2 separate regions of the Mus musculus genome follow, and region 2 is linked to region 1. A link is a contact called in public promoter capture Hi-C data. All regions are on one chromosome and are shown on one strand. Each heading gives the region's core, a stretch centred on a gene start, on an enhancer-like site or on the middle of the called end of the contact. The rest is flanking DNA. Distances are from core to core; before and after follow the strand shown. Region 1 holds the start of 1700023G09Rik (a long non-coding RNA gene). Region 2 holds the start of Gpatch2 (G patch domain containing 2).

Region 1 (5,738 bases), core at 86-2,585:
GGCTTTTTCTTAGATCTATGTTTGAAAGGAATCCCTTTTCCTTGATAAAAATCTCTCTTTGTAAAAGAATTAATAATAGAAGAGGAAAAACTCTCAGAACTCTTAAAATATAAAACATGACTTATGGAAGATGTCTGGTTCCAGACTGGCACACAGGGGGCGAATTTGCTTTGCAAAGAGACGCCTCTGTTTGACTAAAGAGAAAGTTCCCAAGAAGCTGGCAGAAAGCGAGAACCTGTGAATGAAGCTTCCAAAGTGGGTCTCAGACTGCACTAGCCAAAAATAAACCGGTTCCTGGCTGAACGACGTAAGTGCAATTGTGAAATTGATATCCCTCCTTGGCCCGGTCCCAGACAATATGTTGCCTTTCGGGGGCTGATCAACGTGATGGATGTGATCTGGGAAAGCCAGGGAGGGTGCTTCTCCTTAATCAAACCCACTGTCCTACACACACACACACACACACACACACACACACACACTCAGGGTGGGGGGGGTGGGGGGAGAGAGAGAGAGGGGAATCATTGTGGATGAACTCACAAGATATTCAAAGCTCTCTTCTGGGTCTCTAGAAATCTGAGAGGCACAAACCAGAGGCCATGCACGGAGAAGTCTGAGACATAAGATGGCAGTAACTGAACAGCTTAGTTCCTGTCAACATGAAATTCAAAAGTCACTCTAATGTCATAGCAAACTTAGTAAACATATGCAGCTTGGCCTTTTGTTTTCTTCCAAAAAAAAAAAAAAAAAAAAAGAGGTTTTCAATATTCTCTCTGTTTAACAGTCATGACCAAGGTCTATTTCCCCCTTTTATTTTTCCTCATTGCTAGTGATGTTTCTAACATAGATTTTAGTGTTTTGATAATCTGTCATCAAAATAACATCCAAAGTCACAGAGGAAAAAAAAAAAAGTCAACTAAAAATCTCTTGGAAACCAACATTCAGCTTGTAGACCCTGGCTTAAGGAGAGCTGGGAATTCTAAACAGCAGCTTTCTGGGTCTAAAATCACTCAATTCAGACTCTTTTTCCCACTGCTACAAGTGAGAAGAGAAGAGCAGCATTCTCATTTCCTGAGGTAAAAATTCCTGACTCACAACGAAGTGGCTGGCCTTGCTGCTTTCTCCTGCTGCTATTGTAATGACTCAGACTAATTGTGTCTTAAAATTCAAAAGATTTCCAGATTGGCTAAGCCTCTTACACACACACACACACACACACACACACACACACACATTGTTGTCCTGTTCACACAAAATATGCAGGAGCCTGACCATCAGCTAATTACATCACAAGCAATCAGTGAACAAAGACTCTTCTTGCCTGTAGAACGAGCCCTGTTTCAAAGCCACTCCAAGAGGGGAAAGAAATTAGGCCCTTTCAGAGAAGGGATCTGGAGTTTGGGTTTTATTTAACTGTACATTCCATTTCAGCGCTGCTGTTGCCTTGATGTTGTGGGATGTTGGTGGCTGTTATTCCTCCAGCAGCTGTGTGGAAGGAACCCTGGGGCTTGAGGGGGTCCCGGAGCTCATCACGCGCACACTGCTGTGGGAGGACCCACAGCTCTTTGGTGAACTATTGTGATGTCAGTTTTACTCAAACCAGTGGAGCGCTTTGCTCTCCAAGAGGCTTTGATGATCTTAAATTTCTTTGAAGAGCGGACAACCTTAACCTGGAGGACGGACAGCAAACTTCCAGTGCTTTCTGCGCATGGAGATGAGATTATTAGACAGATGCAGATCAAAAGAATTCCCAAGGTGTTCGGCTGTAGCACAGAGAGAGACTTTGGGATTGGAGGTGTGAAGGCTGTGAGGATGATGTGAGGTGGTCTGTGAAGTGATGGGTAAATGCAGGAAGCCCAGCCTGGTGCTGGCAGTGACTGCATCTACCTGGTATGGGAGCAAATCCAACATTAGAGTTTTAAGTGAGCTCGATTTGAGAGGAGGAGAGTTCAACGACCGTTTAGATAAAGCATTCACTAAGAAGAAATGACTGGTACTGAAATTACTTCTGCCCCTTTCTTTAGGTTTTAATGATATTCCTGTTTATTTAATATAATAGTCATAATTTTGTGAGGAACTCATCTTAAAATCTTATTGGGGGGTATTACATAGGGAAAAAAATAACAGGACTACACCATTCCAGGAAACAGAGGTGGTTTTTGCATAAGACCAGATGGACTCAGATCAGGAAAGCTTGTGACTGGCTTATACGGCTGCCAGGCTATTTCTCTGGGGCAGAAGCTGAGAAGAGCCCTGGAGTCATTAGATCCTGGCAAGAAAAGAATAATCTCTGGAATGGTGGCTATTTTCTATGACTATACCTGGTTAGTTCTAACCAGGAATGCTGGTTAGTTAGTCTATTACTTTACTCTGATAACTAGCTTTGAAATTTTAAACTCTGCAAACTGATTATGACATCACATGCCTGGAATCCCAGCACCTAAGAGGGAGGCTGGTACCTGAGGACCTGGGTTTAAGGTTGTCCATAGCTACGTGACTAGTTGGAAACCAGCCTGGGCTACACAAAGCACTGTCTCAGAATAAGGAAAAAAAGAAAACGTTCGTGAAATTTCAAATTCCGGTTAATTAAGACTACAATTAAATTGGAATTTTAAGTATGTGGCTTCTATTGTCCACAGGACTGAAGATATGTTCCCTGTCTCTCCAATGGGTCACTCCAGAATCTGTTTGCTATTCTCAGAGATGCATTTAATTGCACTGAGTTAGGGAGAAAAATCTATTACTCTTTCTTCTTCCCTCTCTCCCTTTTGTTCTGGGACAGGTTTTCAACCTAGTCCAGTCTAACTTGTAACCCACTGAATAGCCCAGACTGGGTTTGAACTTGCAATGATCTTCCTGTCTCAGACTTAGTAAAATTATATATAATTATAACTCATAATCTATCCCACTGGAGGTTGGAAATCCAGAAATAAAAAAATTTCTAAATTATAATATTAATAACAATAAGATTTGTAATTATAATTTTAAGCATGTAATTTTAGTACATGCTTAACTATAAAGAGGGTAATCTATGATATATATATATGTATATATATATACACACACATACATATACACATACATACACACACACACACATGCATCCTAAACATTTGTTAAATACCATATTTATATAAGCATGAGTGCTTGTTTTTACCCCATAGACAGTGCTTGGTACACAACCTGACACAATCACCCTCAGCACCCTCAAGGACCCCGTTTTCCTTGCTTAGGTATCAGACTTTTCAAGAAAGCCCTTGTCTTTTGGGGCATCTTTCCTTCTAAAATACAGCATTGTCAAGGGTGGAAAGGGAAGAGTGTTTTTAGGAGGAAATTTGAAAAGCAATGACTTGTTGTGTCTGATGACAACTTGAAACACAAAACAAAGTCATTAGCTCCTTACAGTGACCCGGCTGACAATTTCAGGGGAAGGGAATGTCTACTTTTCTTTGTTAAAATGTAATCTATAATTCTTTGGGAATTTCATATATGTATACAATGAATTTTAATAACACATTTGCCCACATACCACCCCCTAACTCCTCCCAGATCCACCCTCTAACACCCTACTCCTTTCCAACCTCAAGACCTGTTTTTTAAGTGAACTGAAAACCTGTATTGCCCGTATACTCTTATCTGTGTAGCCGTGTCCTGGGGTATGTCTGACCTACCAGGAATCATCATATCCTTAAAGAAAACTCTTTTTCCTTCAGAAGCCATCAACTGTCAATAGCTGCTTGGTTAGGGGCCAGCACTTCTGGACCTCTGGCTGCGGCCTGGGACACAGAGGTAAGTCATATGCTGATTATCATGACAAATTTCACAGATTTGAAGCTTCAAACTATTTTATTTATTTTGGAAGAATGTTTTCACGGTAGCCTCGAAGTTAAGAACTAAGGAAATCTTACTCTGGTTTGTTTCTTTCCAGGTGTCTTTTTTTAATCTCATTTTTTTTAAAGTGCGCATTTAGAGCTACATTTAGAGGGTCTTGCTTCAGCTACTGTCAAGGAGGCTTGTTAGGAAGTGAGTAAATGTAATAAAAATGCAACTGCACTAAGTGTGTGTCAGCTAATTTGCATGTCTGTGGGTCCAAGTGTGGTGCTTGTAGGGAAACAGCTGTCTGCTCTCTGTTCACATAAGTATGAAGATGAGGTGCTTAGAAAGGTGAATCTCCATCAAAAAGAGCAAACCAGCGCTGGAAGGAGTTTCAGCATCAGCCTATGACTGTGCCAGGCACACAGCATTTACGTCAACACAGAAAGAGAATCTGCTTAGTAAGTTCATTAGATAAAAAGGGGTGCACAACATAGGGGGCACGGTACCTTTACTTTGTGTCTTTCAATTTCATAGACAATTATTTTATTCTAGAAAGGTCACAAATTTCTAAAACTAAATACAAATTTATTGACAAGAAAATGAACTCTGCAAGTCAATTAGCCCCCGCCTCTGTTGTAATGATAATAAATATTTGCACTGTGTACAATGTAAACTATAACACAAAGGATGTCCTAAATATTGAGGACAGCACAAATGACTTAGTCTTCTGTGTCATTCTATCTGATCCCCACAGCTTATATGAGTTTCCAAAACCAGATCTGATGGACTAGAGAGATGGCTCAGCCACTAAGAGAGATGACTGCCCTAGCAGAAGACCAGAGATATCTCTGTTTTCAGCACCCATGTTGGACATCTTAGAACCATCTCTAAATCCGGCTCTAGGTGATCCAATGTCTTCTTCCCAGACTCCAAGGGCACCTGTACTCAAGTGCACAAACCCACATTTTAAAAAAAAATATGTATATTAAAATATAATAAAAATAATCTCAAAAATAACAGATTTGAACATCTAAATTTTTAAATGTATCATTGAGTTCTATCTATTTTCTTCTATCTCTAAAATTTATGACAAAATGAAATTTAACCAACAATCTTTTTCTTAACATAAATAAATAATATGTAAATTTACTTGCTTTGGTTTTGTTTTTCGTTTTGTTTTGGTTTTGAGCCAAATCTTATCGAGAGCAAGTGACCCTTGAGCTCGCCATCTGGCATGACCTCCAGTTGCTGATCCCCATCCCCCACCTCCTGAACGCTGAGATTCCAGTTGCTGATCACCACATGCAGTTAGTTCTTGTCTTGATTCCATCTTTCATATAAGACATGTATTTCATATAAGAAAGAATGATTTAGCAGCAGCTCAGAATCCCTGCGTGGTGGCGAAACGGATCTTCCTATGATGTGTGCTTGCGTAAATGTAGTTATACTGTCGAATGTAAAGAGCCATTGTGATCGTGTCCCTGAGTCAAGCGTGTAAATACTTGTATAATGACCAAGTATTAATAGGAATGTCTGCAAGAACTTTGTACCTATGAGAACTGCTTTCTTTGTGACTGTCCCTCTTTATAAAGTTCCCGAGTCACACTCTAAGATTCTGACTCTGCTGGGGGTGGGGCATCTCTGGGTGTTCCAGCCACTATCTGACTCACATAGCTGAGCATGGCAAAGGTTGCCAAATTCTTATTTGTCCTTCACACGGAGTCCATATTGACTGCTTCAAAAACTCTTTGTATGAGCTATTATTTTCAAATTGTTTCCCAACTTATACTGAAATTGAAAATTGGACAGCTTTTCAATTGCTCTCGCATTCCAATTGATTACCAATACAGTTTTTCAGAATTAGGAATATCAGTCTGTTCTCTTCCTTGGCATCGTGTTGACTGTGTGGCTTTCATTTAAAT
Region 2 (6,091 bases), core at 121-2,620, 290 kb after region 1:
ATTCCATTTCAGGAAGCAAGACAGTACAGGCTGAAATAATGGTTAAACTAAGAGGCAAGAAAAAAAGCAACATTGGCCTACTTCTAGCAAGAAAATCCATAGTTTCTCACAAAAGTTACAAGATTGAATTATCACTGTAGTTGCTAGAGGTTCACGATGAAATAGCAAAACTATAGTTGAGATGTATGTTAGGATAAGAATAGCTTATCAGGACTTTCTCACACTGACTTGGTCACTGCTGGTCTGCTATAATTTATCACACTTTTTGTAATGTACTTTTTGTGATTCCTTCTAAGTTTTGAAAACCACTGGGCCATTGCTTCTAGTTTCAATGTCCCCTTTTCATGGAGAGGAAGTTTAGGTGTGGGGGGTGAGAATGCTGCCTTAGCTCTTGCCCATTTACTGTACCAATTATCTTGTCACAATGGTATAGAAACTTCACTTGGACAAATGAATCACAGATGAATTGAATTCTGTGATGTTTGTGAGATTAAGTGAAGCTCAAATTCCCATTTGGACATTGATATTCTGAATTCATGGAACTACCTGGGTAAGCCTGGTTAACGTTAATTAGGCCACTAGACCTACATTGTATAAAATAGGTTTCACCAAACCAAATTTCTCAGTGATTATTTTAAAATGTCGAAAAAAAAAAAGCCCCACAAAACAAAACAGTATTTTGAGGAAGACTCCCAAATGTTGCCCAGGGCAGCCTTGAATTTTCTGTGTTGCCCAGGCTGGACTGGACTCACAGTCATCCTCCTGCCTGTTTCCCCAGTCGGGGTTTACTTCATTTAGGGCGGCCCTTAATAATTCTCTATTCTGGGATCTTCCTTAGAGAATATTAACTTATTAATGACTTGTCAATGTATATATAATCCACTTGTGATTGATTATATATATATATATATATAAACTTCTGATCATGTTTGAATCCCCATGGGGAGAAGAAGAATTTAGAATTATTTCCTGAATTAAGTAATTTGTTAACAGTAAACATCTTCTGAGACCCCTCTCTTCACTACTCACCGGTTCCTAAAGTAGTACTGACTTTCTAGAAAGGGTGCCCGCGCCAGCAGCTTGGCTAAAGTAGCCATGTCCTTCAACTCCTGGAGTTCACCAAAATTGTTACTATTAGTCTCCATGGCAACTGGGCTGAACCAAGGTCACTTCCGACTTATCGGCCTTTCCTTTCACTCTGTTTCAGTTTCAAGCAACTGGACAGAGAAATCGGATTTGTACACGTGAGACCAGACTTGAGTCGACTCGCCCCTTTCTCCTGGAATTTCGAGCTGCTGATGGGAAGGGTCAGGGTAGGCTAAGGTGAGCGAATGGTCGCTTCCGGTTTCCGGTTTCCGCCTCCAGCCGGCTTCCGGAAGTTGCTCTCAAAATGCTGAAGTCCTGTGTGGAATTGGCCGGGGCTGCGGGAGTTGGAGTCGGTCCTCGGGCCTGAGCCTCGAGGCCGCGCTCCCGGGTGTCGTTGATGTTTGGGGCCGACGGGCGCCCAGCGATCGGAACCGCCGCCGGGAAGAGCTGGTGAGCCCGGCGGGCGGTTGGGAACGGGGCGAGCGAGCCGGCGAGCAGCTCGCGGGGCTCCGGGTCAGAGACGGCCGTGCACCAAGTTTCTTCAGGCCGCGTTCCCGTTGTCCCTGCCAAACCGGCCACATTGTACTAGATTCCGTGGTTGACAAGATCACAGAAATTCCCAGTCCCAGAAGTTTCTTAGTAGCAGAGACACCAGGCTCTTGTACTCCCTGCGCAGCTCGGTTCGTGTAAAGCCTAGAAGTTTTCCACCGCCCTGGAGGCTCTGTCCTAGTTTATGGGAAAGGGGCGTTTTCCAGTAGCCCCAGGTTGGAATTTGTCTTTAGGGTACCCTGGTCCACTGCTGTAAGTTTCCAAACTGCTTTCGCAAATCACACTTGATCTTTAATGACATCCCTGCTGTAGGAGACTCGCAGGTACAGAAAATTTAAGAGGCAAAGTTGTCCTGTGCCCCTGAGTACCAGAGATGATAGCTCAGTTTTGGATTTTCTAGTTGAAAACCCTGGTCGCCCAACCTCCACCCCCACCCCCACCCCCCGTTTGTTCCAACGCTTTTCAGAGAAACGTTAGTGTAACAAGAAAGTAGATGTCTTGCGGTCCATCTTGAAACATAAAAATCTGACCAGTAAGTCAAGAACTGTGATTTTTAAAGTTCCTGCCAGTGGGCTGTGATGTCTGATTGTTTAGCATCACCGATAACTGAAAAGTTAAAAGAATATCTTAGGTCAGATGGCTTATTTGGTTCCTCTCTAGAGACCATTTCTAACCAGTGTTGTTTTTCTTGTAGCTTTTAAGTTCTCACGATTTTCAGTTAGAATACTAGGAGAAGCTTTTTATTTTTTTTTTTTATTTTTATTTTTATTTTTTTAAAGATTTATTTATTTATTATATGTAAGTACATTGTAGCTGTCTTCAGGGATACCAGAAGAGGGAGTCAGATCTTGTTACGGATGGTTGTGAGCCACCATGTGGTTGCTGGGATTTGAACTCTGGACCTTCGGAAGAGCAGTCGGGTGCTCTAACCCACTGAGCCATCTCACCAGCCCAGGAGAAGCTTTTTAAATGAGCAATTGTAATTGTTGCACTCAGCTTGGAACAAGAGACGCAGGTCACAATGCACTAGTTTTTCTTAGCTTTGGCAGTTGTACATGTGGTAGGAACCACCACAGAAAACAAGATAAAGGAACTTCCCTACATCCTGGTGTTTCCTCTAAAGTGTACTTAATGCTTCAATGTTCAGAGCCTGGTAAGGAACGGAAGTGTTCAGTAGATTGGTCTGGTCCTAATAGAAAGGAAGTCATTTGTGTGCTAGTTGACATAAACACACAAACCAACCGGTGACCCCATTTATTCTTCATTGTGCTTTCTGTCTCCTATCATGCATAGATAGCGCTGTGTATTACTGGCTATTACTTGACGCGCTATTACTCTAAACTGGAGTTACTTGCAGTAGTGTTTTTACTTGCTAAACAACTCATCTTTTGTAATGAGTGAGACCAGAATATCATTAGCACCTATCAGCTGGTGCTTTTGAAAGAAAGTCTTAAAATGAGTCAGTCTCTCTCTCTCTCTCTCTCTCTCTCTCTTTGGTTTTTTTTGAGACAGGGTTTCTCTGTGTAGCTCTGGCTGTCCTGGAACTCATTCTGTAGAACAAGCTGCCCTTGAACTCAGAAATCTGCCTGCCTCAGCCTCCCAAGTGCTGGGATCAAAGGTGTGTGCCACCACTGGCCACCTTAAAATGAGTCTTAACTGTCCGAAGAAGCGTGTTACACAAAACCAGGACCTTTCTTTTCTAGTTAGTGTGCATGCCAGTCCACTGTTGTCTTCCCCTCCTGCCTTCCCTTCTTCACCAGCAATCTCCCTTTCCTCTTGGCTCTCTTTCCCTTTCTGAGGCTGAATTTTGCTCTATAGCCCAGGCTGATTTCCTCCTAGAAGTTGTCCTGTCTCAGCCTCCCCAGTACAGGAACTACAGGCACGTGCTGCCTTGCCCAGGCTTTGATATTTCTTAATACAGTTTTTTTGTTTCATTCTTTGAAATGCCTTTCACGATTCTTTTATCCAGGTTGTGAAATCCCCATGCTATTGGCTGTTGCTACCACTAAGTAGTTAACTGGCCTTGGTTCTATCTGTGTATGCCATCTTATGTAAATCCTCAGTGATTGGCACCATACATTTTTTATGGCCTAGATAAGGTGACAGCAGAGGCGAAGATAATTTAAATAACTACTCTAAGCGATCTGCAGTATGATCCTAGTGTACTTAAATTCCCCATCGCCCTAATGTACTCAAGTTCTGTCTGACTAAGGTTGTATCTCTAGACATCTATGAATTAGAAAACAGACACCCAGATTTGTAGACTAGCCTGTAATTTCCTAGATAGCCCCCCCCCATTTTTAACTGTGTTTTGTTTTAACAACAATAAAAAGCCATTGAAATGCGATCTGGACCTTTGCCTCTGCAATTTCATTCTTGATTTTTTTTTTTTTTTACATCTGGAATAATAAAAACTGCTTGTCTTGAGTAGCTGGGGTTTGTTTGTTTTCTGATTGGTTAGGGTCTGGAACTCAGTCTCCTATACTGTTAGCTTTGCTTGATTCTACATATTCCTTCAGTTAAAGATCAAAGCAGTAGACAGTATAATTTGGCGCAAATACTTGTGGGGAGCTTCTTAGCATCCGTCGTGTGTCAAGCTGGAGACTTTTAAGCTTTGCTAATTTGCTTTCATTTTCATCTTTATGTAAACTATTAGTCTGTCTTATTCACATAGCAGAAAAGTTAAAATCCTTATTTTCTGAAGATTTCAGTAATATCACATTCTCTCTTTGGTTTGCATGTCCTACATGTTCTTGTCATCTGGTTATACATATGCTAGGGACTTACATTTAAATCTTAGCTGTTTTCATGGTCCTAACCTAGGAATTCAGGATATATATTCAGTAAATATTTGCTGTGTAGTTATCATGTATAATCAAGACATCGTTTACCCTGCCAAAACTTGTTGACAGGATGATTTACTTTTAAAATTTTTTTTTTTTGATCTTGTTTGATTTATATTCTGACTACATTTCATCTAGGCATTAAAAAACTAATTTACATTTTGAAAGCAGAGGCAGTGAGAAAAGTTTGGCTGTCTCTTGAAGTCAGTCATTAAATGAAGAAACAAAATCAAGAAATGGTCTTCCTCCTTCTTCTTCTTCTTCTTCTTCTTCTTCTTCTTCTTCTTCTTCTTCTTCTTCTTCTTCTTCTTCTTCTTCTTCCTCCTCCTCTTCCTCCTCCTCCTCCTCCTCCTTCTTTTTCTTTTTAAACTTACTGGTCAGCCGACTAAAATTTTTCTAGTGTAAAGAGGAAAGGAAGTGGTTTCCTCAGATGTCCCTGGTGGCAAAGTGACAGAGCTGTAGCTTCCAGCAGATAGGATAACTGGATGCAGTCAGGGGAGCGTTTGGCACGAGTAGGGGGAATGGATTCCCCTGTTTGTTAGAGAAGATTGTGATTCCTAGAGGGGAAGAAAGATTCTTCTCTCTATCTCTCTTCTTATTTATATCTGTGTATTAAAGCAGGAATCAGATGCATTAAAGTCAGGCTCTCAACTCTGTAGCTCAGGGGTAGCCTCAACATCTGAGGGAATTCGGCCTCTGCTTCCCTAAGTGCTGAGTTCACAGGCAAGGTCCACTAGACCAGGCCATAAGACATATTGTTTCTTTTTTGGTTTTGAAGATCCAGGTTTTCAGTGTGTGTGTGAAGGAGGTCAGAAAAGGTTGTGGATCCCCTGCCTCTCCTTACCCACCGAGCTGGAGATCTAGGTGGGTGTAAGCTGTGTTACCTGAGTGCTGGACACCAGACTTGGGTCTTCTGGAAAGGTGGTAAGGATGCTTAACTGATGCTGAGCCCTCCCTCCCTCCCTCCCTCCCAAGATGCAGCCCTTTAGTAAATGGCTATGTCAAACCCATTCCGTTGTTGTGGTGGTGGGGACCACAGAGCTTTGAGCATGCAAGGCAGGTATCTGACCACTGAGCCACTCTCCAGCTTTTGCTTGAGACAAAGACTCATTTGATGACTAGAGTATGATTAAGGAAGATACATTTTAAGTTCCATTGAGCATCAGAAATTTTAACATTTAAGATGTATCTTATAGATCATATATATATATATATATTTTTTTTGACTAGTCTTAAAATGTAGACCTTCCCCGTGGTATGGCTCTCTTACTATTTATGTGTGTTTACTCAGTGCCATAGTCCACGTTATTAGTATTCTGTACTTTTGGTGCATATTTATATTTATATACTTTTGCTGTATATTTAGAAGACCAAATAGCCTTTCGTAAACAACCTTTTCTTTTTAAATCTTAAATAAAATGTAGTAGTTACATGATGTGGAAGCATATAGCTCTGTCGCTGTGTTCCTGTTTGCGAGTGGTCATCACGTGCTGTGCCTTCATCAACGCTGCAGTCCTTGGCTATGTGCACACTGAACTTGTACTTTGTAGGCCGGTGATTTTCAGCCTGTGGGTGGCAACCCCTTTGGGACATCAAATGACCCTTTTACAGGG

What was found. Promoter capture Hi-C pulls out the DNA fragments that hold promoters and counts their contacts.
Region 2: a contact with region 1 is called in a promoter capture Hi-C map of trophoblast stem cells, with 3 times the contacts expected there. The contact joins the promoter of Gpatch2 here to the promoter of 1700023G09Rik in region 1. A contact is called at or near these places in 4 of 39 promoter capture datasets (cranial neural crest, hippocampal neurons, liver and 1 more).

What each region holds. Positions count from the first base shown.
Region 1 is chr1:186,925,283-186,931,020 of GRCm38.p6, forward strand. It overlaps 1700023G09Rik (a long non-coding RNA gene), which reads left to right and starts at 1,336. Exons shown (of 4, transcript XR_865834.3): 1 at 1,336-1,795; 2 at 3,714-3,789; 3 at 4,141-4,274; 4 at 4,571-4,965. All of the region lies in intron 1 of Gm39732 (a long non-coding RNA gene), which reads right to left.
Region 2 is chr1:187,214,141-187,220,231 of GRCm38.p6, forward strand. Gpatch2 (G patch domain containing 2) reads left to right here and starts at 1,371. Exons shown (of 10, transcript NM_026367.4): 1 at 1,371-1,536. The coding sequence starts at 1,484. Spata17 (spermatogenesis associated 17) reads right to left here and starts at 1,306. Exons shown (of 10, transcript NM_028848.3): 1 at 1,030-1,306. The coding sequence starts at 1,145.